Regions from separate parts of the Sus scrofa genome. Here regions 2 and 3 are each linked to region 1. The links are chromatin contacts, called in public HiChIP or PLAC-seq maps. All regions are on one chromosome and are shown on one strand. The core of a region is the stretch at or near the end of the contact, and the rest is flanking DNA. Distances in the headings are between cores, read along the strand shown. Region 1 has its middle 15 kb from the start of ANAPC15. Region 2 overlaps CLPB (caseinolytic peptidase B protein homolog). Region 3 overlaps RNF121 (RING finger protein 121).

Region 1 (3,837 bases), core at 531-3,030:
CTAGAGTCAATATCCCACCGTGGATGGCAGACAAACGGTGGGCAGGACACAGCAGCAGTCTTCGCTCCCGGGAAGGGGAGACTGCCACTTATAGGGGGAATTATATCAGGACAGCTCATTGATTGCCAACCAAGGGGCATGGCCCTCCTAGCCCCTCAGGCTAAGTGCCTATGTGGGGCAGAGGTCTTCCCTTTGTTAGACTATCTGATCTCAAGATAAAAAATAATCAGTAGCTGAGGCCTGGGGGCAAGTAGGTAAGCATTTACAGATTAGGCTCTGTGATTAAGGGGGAAAGTCAATCATATGAGTGAGGTGTGGACGAGGCATCAACTGGTCAAGCAGGAGATGAAGAGAGAGCAAGCAAACAGCCATCTCCGGTGGCCTGACCATATAGCCTGGCACATGGACTCGCTTTCCGGTAACAACTGTGGTCACCCAGATGGGACACTGTGCCCATGGCAGCTTGACCCCTGCCAGAGCAGCCACTTCCCTGAGTTCACAGTAGCTGCTGGAGCTCCTCTTGCCCTGAGGAAGTGGGAGGGGGGGATTTCCCTGACAGGTGCCAGCCACCCCATGACAGGAGGCTCTGTGCAGCCAAGAAACATCCAGAAGTGCAGTCCACATTCAGCATCACCTGGGGTAGTTGCTCCAGCTTGCACAGGCTTGGAATTCTCTCCAGTCATTTGGGCCACTTTCCTTGTGGGAAGTGAGCCACTCTGGGTCCATTCTCTTCTGAGAGCTGGGCTCATCTGTTTGGGGGAATCCTCCTTCGTCTGGGGAATCTCCTCTGCCAGGGCCTCACTGGTGTTCAGGCTTTTCTCCTGAATTCCTCAGGGAATGAGATCTTTAAAGACTTGGATCCAGGGGTTAGAACGCGGGCATATTTCCAACTCAGTGTCGATTCCCTAAGTCAAAGGACTAGGCTCCATTTCAGCAGGAAGCAGTCAGAGCAGTCATTTCCCCGTTCCCTGAGAGAGTTGGGAAAAGATGAAGCAGGACTGGAAGTTGAACCTGAGTCCTGCTAAAACTGCTTCCTCTGCCAAGTTTATGATTCCTCTATCCAAAACAACATTGCGGGAGTTCCCGTCGTGGTTCAGCAGAAACGAATCTGATCAGTATCCATGAGGACACAGGTTCAATTCCTGGCCTTGCTCAGTGGGTTAAGGATCCGGCATTGTCGTGAGCTATGGTGTAGGTGGCAGATGTGGCTCAGATCCCACATTGCTGTATCTGTGACTGTGGCCAGTGGCTCCAGCTCTGATTTGACTCCTAGACTGGGAACCTTCATGTGCCATGGGTGCAGCCCTGAAGAAAAAAAAAAAAAAAAATGTCACGCATGCCTCTTCTGTCCAACACTCGTTCTCCTCAAGATTAAGAAGCATCAAGGAAAAGGGGGAGGAGTTCCCGTGTGGTTCCGTGTGGTTCAGTGGGTTAAGGATCCAGTGTCATCACTGCAGTGGCTTGAGTTGCTGCTGTGGCGCAGGCTTTTTTAGGGCCACACCCGCACCACATGGAGGTTCCCAGGCTAGGAGTTGAATTGGAGCTGTAGCTGCCGGCCTACACCACAGCCATAGCAACATGGGATCTGAGCCACATCTTCAACTTCATGGCAACTCTGGATCCTCAACCCACTGACTGAGGCCAGGGATCGAAGCCATAACCTCATGGTTTCTAGTTGGATTTGCTTCCATTGCGCCACAATGGGAACTCCCTGCGGCACAGGCTGGGGGGTGGTGGTGAATCTAACTCCATATTAGATCTATACCTCTTATTATATGTCTCTCTTTTTTTTTTTAAAGGGCCATACCCACAGCACATGGAGGTTCCCAGGCTAGGGGTTGAATCACAGCCACAGCAGCTCACCCAATGAAGCCAGATCCAAGTTGCATCTGCAACCTACACCACGGCTCATGGGAACACTGGATCCTTATAATCCACATCCTCATGGATATTAGTCAGATTTGTTTCCGCTGAGCCAGGACTGGAACACCTATTCCTTTTATTTTATTTATTCACTTTTTTGTCTTTCGCGGGGCTTCCCAGGCTGGGGGTTGAATTGGAGCTACACCACAGCCATGCATCGGGATCCAAGCCCTGTCTGTGACCTAAACCACAGCTCACGGCAATGCCGGATCCTTAACCAGCTGAACGGGGCCAGGGATCAGAACCCACAACCTCATGGTTACTAGTTGGGGTTGTTAACCACTGAGCCATGATGGAAACTCCCTGTTACTTTTATTTCAATCTTACTTTAGCTTTTGACCTCGGTCTTGACCTCGGTCCCTTGTGCTTAGTCATCTTGGCTCTGCACTTTTTGCAAAAGAATGCTGCCTACAGCCTGAAATATACAAGGTCTGACCCTTAAGTGTATTACATTTTTAGATAAAAAGTTGCAGAACCAGGAGTTCCCATAGTGGCACAGCTCCTTAAGAACCCAACATAGTGTCTGTAAGGATGCAGGTTCGATCCCTGGCCTCTCTCAGTAGGCTAAGGATCCCAAGTTGGAACAAGCTATGGCATAGGGCACAGATGAAGCTCAGATTCAGTGTCGCTATGGCTGTGGTACAGGCCTGCAGCGGCAGTTCTGATTGACTCTTAGCTGGGGGAACTTCTATGGGTGTTGGGTACAGCTGTTAAGAAAACAAAAACAATCCCCCCACCACCACACACACACCAAAAACAAAAAGTTGCAGAACAGAGAATAACATCTGTTTTGTTGGAGGTTTTCAAGAACAACATGACCTGACCTATGCCTGGAGCTCCAAGAACAAAGGATTGGACACAAAGAAATTTGCAACAACTAACGGAGACCCTCCCTCACTCTGCCTTTGAAAGGGCTTTCCTGAAAGCTTTCAGGGAGCTCCAGGCTTTGGGGCCTGAGCCGTCCATGTCCTTACATGGCCCTGAAATAAATTTTCTCGGCTTCTGACCCCGATGGTTCAGTGTTGTTGGGCTTTGCTGTGCATCAGGCAAATAGACAGTTCAGTATTGATGCTCCTTGGTCGTACTATCAGGAGTCAGGTGTGCTGTACTCTGGCGGAGTTCTGTATAAAATTGTTTTTTATTTCTTCGGCCAACCCTGAGCACCTTAAAGGCAGAGACTGAGCTATTTCTTTTCTTTTTTTTTTTTTTTTTTTTTTTGTCTTTTCTAGGGCCACACCCACGGCACGTGGAGGTTTGCAGGCTAGGGGTTGAATCAGAGCTGTAGTCACTGGCCTACACCACAGCCACAGCAATGCCAGATCCGAGGCGCATCTGCGACCTACACCATGGCTCACGGCAATGCCGGATCCTTAACCCACTGAGCAAGGCCAGGGATTGAACCCACAACCTCATGGTCCTAGTCGGATTCGTTAACCACTGAGCCACGATGGGAACTCCAAGACTGAGCTATTTCTATGTCCCAGAACCAGGCCTGACCTCCCCCTTCTCCTAGATCCCTTGTCTGCTCCTCCCACGTCCCCCAGTCTCTCCCTCTGCTTCTTTTTCATAGAGGATCCCTAAGTCTGGGAGCCTTTCCTCCATCCTTCCTAAGAGTTTCTTACCAAGATCCTCAGCCAGGTTCAACAAGCCCTGGTGACCGAGTGCAAGGGAAAAAGAGAAAGCGAGAAGTGGGAATTGGGGGCAGTTCCCTATTTTTGACTCTGGCAACTGAGTCAGTGATGGTGCCATTAGCTTTCCATTCATCATCCATCATTCATCCTTGCCGAGTGTCTGATTCCCCCCACCCTTTTTCATTTCAAGGATAATAAGCTAAGACGCTGAGAGGTTAAAAAATTTGCCTCAGAGTTCCCGTGGTGGCTCAGCGGAAACAAATCTGACTAGTATCCATGAGGA
Region 2 (3,837 bases), core at 656-3,155, 260 kb after region 1:
CAGACTCAATCACGATCGCTATCTGGGCAACAGGGCCCTGGCTGGAGCCTTGCAGAAGGTCCTGTTTACAGTAATAACAGCACCAGGCCCTGCCGTCTGAGCAGAGGCAGGGCGCCTGGGGCTAGAATCCACACACAGCCTCCATCTGTGCCTTATCTACCCGGTCAGCCTGGGCTGGGGGGCAGGGGCAAGGGAGGACAAGCTCTTGGAGCCCAGCCTGGGCGACTTCGGGCAGACCCCACGCCACGCTCCACTCAGACGCCGGGGCTCTCTGGCATCATCTGCTTTCACGACTGGAACAGAGCGCCTCCTTCCAGGCTTGGCTCAGGCCCTGCCCCAAGGCACCTCCCCAGGTGCCCTCGCCCCGTGAAGGGGCCCTTCCTGGCACTGCCACACACAGACTCCAAAGGGCAGCGAGTGGACAGCCAGGGAGAAGGACCAACAGCAAATGAGATGCCCTGTGTGATGGGCCTGCTTGCTTTATAACCAGTCACTTCCTGCCATAACAAAAAGTTTTAAAATTTCCAGACGTAAAGAAGGATCTGCTGAGATCAGTCTGTCCAATCCTTTGTCTCACACAGACAGATATGGAGACTCGGAAAGCGACAGCCCTGGGACAGACCGATCTGGATGTAAGCCTGCACCCGTCTCTTCTAGGCTGCGTGACTGCGGGCAGGTCCTGCTCACCTCTCTGAACCTCAGCGCTCCCGCCCTGTCAGGCTGCCAGACCTACGCCGTGAGGGCGCTCAGAGGACCGGGGGCAATAATGCGAAAGCGCTTACATTTTCCAGGCGTTAGCTCTCAGCGTTCCCTCTGTTCTCTGTGTACAAAGGCACAGAGTGGAGGGGCTGTAGCAGAACCTCAGTGAACACTGCTGGATTAAACAGAATAAAAGCCAATGCTGGGGGGACCACTCTTTGTCCTATCTTAGTTTCTAGCAAGAACTTGGCACACTTAAAAAGAGATTATTATTATTTTTTAAAACATACATTTTTCCTATAGAGATCTTATTTTTATTTTTTAATTTTTCTGGTCTTTTGTCTTTTTAGGGCCACACCCGCGGCATATGGAGGTTCCCAGGCTAGGGGGCCCAATCAGAGCTCCAGCTGACGGCCCACGCCACAGCCACAGCCAGATCCAAGCCGTGTCTGTGACCTGCACCACAGCTCACGGCAACGCTGGATCCTTAACCCAGTGAGCGAAGCCAGGGATCGAACCCACATCCTCATGAATGCTAGGCAGGTTTGCTAACCACTGAGTCACGATGGGAACTCCAGTTTCTTTTTATCTAGAATAGGTTCTCAGGCTGTCTTTGATATTCGTGACACTGACTTTTCTGCAGAGTAAGGTTAGTTTACAGATTACTCTGCAGTTTGGATAACAACTTTTTGAGGAACCACTTCCTATCATTCAACTATTCATTCCACAAACTAGTCGTTCCTCTCTCTTTCCATGAGGCTGGTTATTACAGGACTCTGGGCAGGCAGGATACCTGATCAATTCTCAGGGCCCTTGCCTTCCAGGGTGTTCGCGGGATAGCCACACACCTGGCAAGGTGCAGGTCAGAGCAAGTGCCATGGGGATGACTTCTTGGAGGCAGAGGCACGAGCCATGCCCGAAAGGATGGGCAGAAGCACAGACCGCCCTAAGAAACTCCCGGGATCTTGCAGAGGAAACATCTCCACTTCCCCAAGCAGTGTGTGCTGTGGCTGGGACGCAATAAAACACAAACCCCAGCAATACAGGGCCAGGAAGGGGAGGGCGCGGTCCAGGGCACCCTTCCCTTGTACCCTTGCTCAGGGCTCTAGGCACTTTGAGATGTGGTGACAGGAAGGCAAGGTCTGTCCAGGCAGCTGAACTGTGGGAAAGGGCCATGAGCGCCACCTACTGGCATCAGGGCAGGTTGTCTAGGCAGCAGCAGAGGGCAGTGGGGCAGTGGCGGGTTGCCAGGAAGCTTGCCACACTACAGTGGTGAGACACAGAAGCGGCTTGAATTTCTTAAACAGGGCTGGCCCTTGAGCCACCACTGCCAAGTCCCAGAGCACTGTGAGACTGTCGGTGCAGAAGGGACTGTGCAAAGCCAGCCACCACACCCGGCCCTCGAGACGGGAGGGCAAGACGCGCCGGGATTACTTCAGCTTTGTTCTCCAAGTCAGTCTCCGTGCTGGGCACCGAGGGTCAGAGGAATCAGACGCGGATCTTGCCCACAGGGAGCTCCTAGACTGAGTCGGGGGTGGGGAAATGGGACAAGCAGGGAGGGACACAGAGAAGTGCTCCGAGGATCCCGGGTGCTCTGAGAGCTGTCTGGCGGGGTGGGGAGCACACAGCAGGCTGGGCTCCTCAGGTCCCACAAAACTCTTCGTGGTGGAATTCAAAACTCCCGTTTCTGAGCAACCTACCATGCCTCAGGCACCTGACGTTTACAGTCTCCCCGATCCTGTGATTAGAGAAGGGGCCTGAGTCACACAGAGATGAAACCGCCCTGCCGAAGATGGCACGGTCCACAAGGGGCAGCCTAGGACAGGAGCCCGGGCTCTCTACACTGAAGCCACTGCCTCCCAGGGCACAGGGCCCAGCTTCTTCCCTTTGCCCCACATGTAGCCTGGCACCAGCACAGGTATCTGATGGGACTAACTAGCACAGTTTAACTGACAGGGCTAACCGGCACAGGTAACTGACAAGACTAACCAGCACAAGCATCTGACGGAACTAACTGCACTGGTAACTAATGGGACTAACCAGCACAGGCAACAGACAGGGCTAACCAGCACAACTAACTGAAGTATCTGACGGGGCTAACCAGAACAAGTATCTGATGCGACTAACCAGCACAGGTAACTGACAGGACTAACTAGCACAGTTTAACTGACGGGGCTAACCGGCACAGGTAACTGACAAGACTAACCACCACAAGCATCTGACGGAGCTAACCAGCATTGGTAACTGATGGGCCTACCGGCACAGGTAACTGACAGGACTAACCAGCACAGGTAACGGATAGGGCTAACCAGCACAAGTAACTGAAGTAACTGATGGGACTAACCAGCACAGGTAACTGACAGGACTAACCAGCACAAGTATCTGACAGGGCTAACCAGAACTGGTAACTGATGGGCCTACCAGCACTGGTAACTGACGGGACTAACCAGCTAACCAGCACAAGTAACTGAAGTAACTGAGGGGGCTAACCAGCACAGGTAACGGACAGAGCTAACTAGCACAAGTAACTGAAGTAACTGAGGGGGCTAACCAGCACAGCACAACTAACTGATGGGGCTAACCAGCACAGGTAACTAACAGGGCTAACCAGCACGAGTCACCGACAGGACTACCCAACACAAGTCACTGACGGGACTAACCAGCAGAAGTATCTGATGGGACTAATCCAGCACAGGTAACTGACAGGACTAACCAGCACAAGTATCTGACAGGGCTAACCAGAACTGGTAACTGATGGGCCTACCAGCACTGGTAACTGACGGGACTAACCAGCTAACCAGCATAAGTAACTGAAGTAACTGAGGGGACTAACCAGCGCGAGTATCCGAGGGCCTAAGCAGCTGACAGAAAGTGACGGGGAAGGAGAGGCCTCAGGGGAACAGGCGGTTCCGTGAGGGCCGGCGATGCTCTGACCAGCTCTGCCTTCCAAAACCTTCTCCCTGAAGAGACCCCCCCCCCAGACGGAAGCCAAGAGAGGCCCAAAGCCCCCTCCTCTGCACGACGCTCTCTCACCATCACCGCCCTTTCACGGTCGCTCGGTAACATGACACTTCAAGGGGCTCTTGCCTTTGGACTAACACGATCCCGGCAGACAAACGGGAAGAGGAGGTCGGTGCA
Region 3 (3,837 bases), core at 872-3,371, 150 kb before region 1:
GTCTGCGACCTACACCACAGTTCACGGCGACACCAGATCCTTAGCCCACTGAGCGAGGCCAGGGATCGAACCCTCAACCTCATGGTTCCTAGTTGGATGTGTTAACCACTGACCCGCGACGGGAATTCTGAAAGTTCTTTCCTTTTTAACTGATGCCCAGACTTAACCCTAATTATGTCTTTGTTCACCTCAGAACAGAAACCAGGTCCTCTGCCTCCCGCTGCACCCAGATATGCCAGTTATCTTGACTAGGTTCCCCCCAGAACATGCTTGTGGTGACTGATGGGGAGTGGGAAAGAGGCTGCTTGGGCAGGCCGGTGGTTTTGCAGCAGCCGCATTTTTGGAAAGGCTGAAAGGGCACGGGAATCGCTGCTCTCTCTCCGAGGGGACATGTGTGCCCAGACCGTTGTGATTTAATTCTTCTCTAGCCTCTGGGCCTACTGTCTTGTAAGCACCCCATGAGCCTGTTAAACAGCCCTTCTTTCCACACCTACCTTCATCTGCTCGCTTCTGGTGTCAGGGTCGTGGTTGCCTTATCCCCTAGTTTAAATATCGTGCCCTTGTCTATTGCGACGTCTTTTCCTGGTCTCCTCCCATGATCCTCCAGAATGTCACCTGGAGCTTTACACAGCTGGCCGTTCATTGCTACATCCTGGTGCTTCTGCACTTTTTCGTAAGGGCAAAATATTTTCGAAGGCTTCAGTCAGAGTCAACTGGGGATTCCTGCACAGTAGAATTGGTACTGAGGCTACCCAGCTCACTGACCAGTGGGCAAACAGCTCTAAAGCCGGAGGCTCTAAAGCAGAGTAGCCACTCACCATTGTCTTCCACCGTCTGTTTCTTTTCTTTAATACCTGAAATCACACACCACACACACACACACTAAGGCTTTTCCTTTCCACAGAGCAGTCTGTAAAAGAGCAGTAGCGCCTGAGAGCTAAACACCAAAAAAGATGCTTTAAGGTGCACTGTCCAGTGTTGGGGTCACCAGTCACGTGTGGCTGTTGAACATTTGAAATGTGACTGGTCTCTTTTGAGATACTACATAAACGTAAAATAAACACTGGAGTTCTCATTGTGGTGCAGTGGAAACAAATCCGACTAGTATCCACGATGATGTGGGTTCAACCCCTGGCCTTGCTCAGTGGGTCAGGGATCCAGCATTGCTATGAGCTGTGGTGTAGGTCGGCAGCTACAGCTCCATTTCTGCCCCTAGCCTGGGAACATCCATGTGCTGCGGGTACAGCCCGAGAAGCAAAATAAATAAATAAATAAAATAAACATCAACTATAAAGCCTTAGTACAAAAAAAGAGTAAAATATTTCATATTTTATATTGGGTACCTGTTAAAATGATAATACTTTAGATACATTGGGTTAAATGAAATATATTTTTTAAATTAATATGTTTCTTTTTACTTTTTAACTTAAAAGTTTTTATTAGAAAACTTAAATTTCTATGTGCAATTCATATTTTGACTGGGCAGCACTAGTCTAGAAATCCCCAAGAGTAAATATTTTCTCAAAATGTTTTCTATAGAGCTTTAGGGAACTAGCTGCTATATTCTTCTCTATAACCACCCACCCACTGCCCTTTAAAAAAATAATTTTTTCATTTCCTTTGATGACATCAGGAAGAAAACCTCCATTAAGTGCTAATTATCTTTTTTTACACCTGCTACTCACCTGCGAAGAGTGACACCTAGTGAAAACCGAGTGGTTAGGGAGGGGGGTAGGAGGCGTTGGAGGGCGGCAGACTGGGATGAGTCCGAACTTCTGAGTTAGAATCGTTTTTATACCCTTGGAATGCTTCAGCTAACAAGTCTGAGGTAAAGATCCAAAGGAAAGAAAGCAAAAGAGACCCTTTTTAAAACAGAACCGTGCCTCCGTCTTAGGGCTCTAGCCTTGCTTTCCTCTTACTCAGCTACACTCCTTGAGGATTCTCAGGGGCCAGTTTCCTAGCAGAGAGGAATCAGAGCCATATGGCCTGTCACTGCTCTCAAGGAGCATACATTAAGGAAGAGAATGAATTTAAATCATACTCTCGCTATGATGGCACTGTAATGATGTAGAAAAGCAAATGCTTTGGGAACACTAGGAAGTCATGACTTAGCCTGCCTAGAAAGGAAACTGGAAGTTCCCGCTGTGGCTCAGCGGTTTATGAATCCGACTAGTATCTATGAGGATGTGGGTTCCATCCCTGGCCTCACTCATTGGGTTAAAGATCTGGCGTTGCCGTGAGCTGTGGTGTAGGTCGCAAATGCAGCTTGGATCCTGCGTTGTTGTGGCTGTGGCGTAGGCCGGCAGCTGTAGTTCTGATTTGACCCCTAGTCTGGGAACCTCCAAGTGCTGCAGTGTGGCCCTAAAAACAAAAGGGAAAAAAAAAGGAAAGGAGACGGAAGGTTTTGTGTGTGTTGGATGTGATACTTCCAGGCCAGGCCAAAGGGAAGGCAGACAGGATGATGCAGCCCGGGGCGGGGGCAGTGCCACTGCCGGCATGGGGAGGGGTGGGAGGTGTCCTTGCATTAGTAGTCTGGGGCTCGACTGTGGGGGATTGACTGCCGGGCTAAGGATGTTGGACCTTGTCCTGTGGACCGGGGCCCCTTAGGGGGTTCTCAGCAGGGGAATGGATGCTCCCAGAGAGGACAGGTCGGCGGGGGGACAGTGAATGCAAGGAGACAGCAGAGGTAGGGCAGGGATGGGAAGGACGGACTCTGTACAATACACAGCTGGGCGGAGGATGAAAAGTGGGCATCAGGCATGGTCCCAGGTTTCTAACTTGGGTCAGTAGGAAGTGCTCTTATCCAAATTGGAAGCGTAGGAGAGGATCGGGCTGAAATGGAACACAGAAGAGGCCCCCCGGACTTGCAGACAGAGCTGCCGCGGGAGCTGGCTGGAGCTGAAGTGCTTGTGTTTGTATTTCAGATGGTGACCCTCTTTCAGATGTGGGTTGTTCCCCTCTATTTCACAGTGAAGCTGCACTGGTGGAGGTTTCTAGTGATCTGGGTCTTGTTCTCCGCCGTCACAGCCTTTGTCACCTTCCGAGCCACTCGAAAGCCACTAGTACAGACAACTCCAAGGTGAGAATGTAGGTAGTGGGTAATGGGAAGGAGCCAGGATTCCTGACACCCATGGGTTGGGATGCATGGGAAAGGGGGTGGGGTCCGAATAAAAAAAGGCAGTTTTTGTCTGCCAGGGTTACTTGGCACAGAGCCCCACCTAGACAAGCTGATTGGGGACCTGCTCCATTCACAGAGTAAACCCCCCCAAGCGCTTCCCCGTAGCTTACCTTGTGGTTTACAGCAAGGCCTGTTTCTGTTAAAAGCAAACAAAATAAGTAAGCAAATCCTGGTCACTGTGGTCTCGTTTTGAGTGTTATTTTCTTCTCGGAACCCTCCTCTGATCTCTAAATTCGATTTTCTGATTGTACTTCCTGGGGCCCTGTAGTTTTCCCTCATAGAATTATCACAATTTATAACTAACTATTCTTTGGGTATCTGTCTCACCCACTAAACTAACCGTGAGATCAGGAACCACATCCATTTTGTTTGTTGCTCTAACTCCAGGCCCTGCCACGGGGCATGGCACATAGTAGCCTATTCTGTGAATTTTTGTTGAATGAATGAATCTCAGCAAATTTACAGTTTTTTCCCAGCAAACAATACCTCCTCCTCTGGTCATAAGCAGCCCCTGCCTGTGTAATTCTTTGTATTTCCAAATGCGTTTCTCATTTAATCCTCCCAACCAGGTTGTGAGGTCATTTAATATCTGTACTTGACAGAAAGAAAGATTTTTTCCATTCATTCAACAAGCACCTGCTATGTGTCAGGCCCTGTGC

The links. HiChIP or PLAC-seq counts read pairs in DNA pulled down with a chosen protein or histone mark.
Region 2: an H3K27ac HiChIP or PLAC-seq map of alveolar macrophages shows a contact between it and region 1. The contact joins two enhancer-like sites. A contact is called at or near these places in 8 of 47 Hi-C or Micro-C datasets (embryonic fibroblasts, epiblast stem cells, fetal heart ventricle and 5 more) and 1 of 2 datasets of contacts at active chromatin or transcription factors (alveolar macrophages).
Region 3: an H3K27ac HiChIP or PLAC-seq map of alveolar macrophages shows a contact between it and region 1. The contact joins two enhancer-like sites. A contact is called at or near these places in 1 of 47 Hi-C or Micro-C datasets (heart right ventricle) and 1 of 2 datasets of contacts at active chromatin or transcription factors (alveolar macrophages).

What each region holds. Positions count from the first base shown.
Region 1 is chr9:6,703,416-6,707,252 of Sscrofa11.1, forward strand. No RefSeq gene overlaps it. Among named protein-coding and RNA genes, the nearest start is that of ANAPC15, 15 kb to the left of the region's middle. Within about 2 kb of position 1,781, at least 4 of the 83 cell types and tissues checked have an H3K27ac peak or open chromatin away from gene starts, as enhancers often do. A contact at or near this core is called in alveolar macrophages, where this site is marked.
Region 2 is chr9:6,958,621-6,962,457 of Sscrofa11.1, forward strand. All of the region lies in intron 3 of CLPB (caseinolytic peptidase B protein homolog), which reads right to left. Among named protein-coding and RNA genes, the nearest start is that of PHOX2A, 130 kb to the left of the region's middle. Within about 2 kb of position 1,906, at least 13 of the 83 cell types and tissues checked have an H3K27ac peak or open chromatin away from gene starts, as enhancers often do. A contact at or near this core is called in alveolar macrophages, where this site is marked.
Region 3 is chr9:6,552,125-6,555,961 of Sscrofa11.1, forward strand. It overlaps RNF121 (RING finger protein 121), which reads left to right. Exons shown (of 9, transcript XM_003129616.4): 4 at 2,925-3,079. Among named protein-coding and RNA genes, the nearest start is that of IL18BP, 33 kb to the right of the region's middle. Within about 2 kb of position 2,122, at least 3 of the 83 cell types and tissues checked have an H3K27ac peak or open chromatin away from gene starts, as enhancers often do. A contact at or near this core is called in alveolar macrophages, where this site is marked.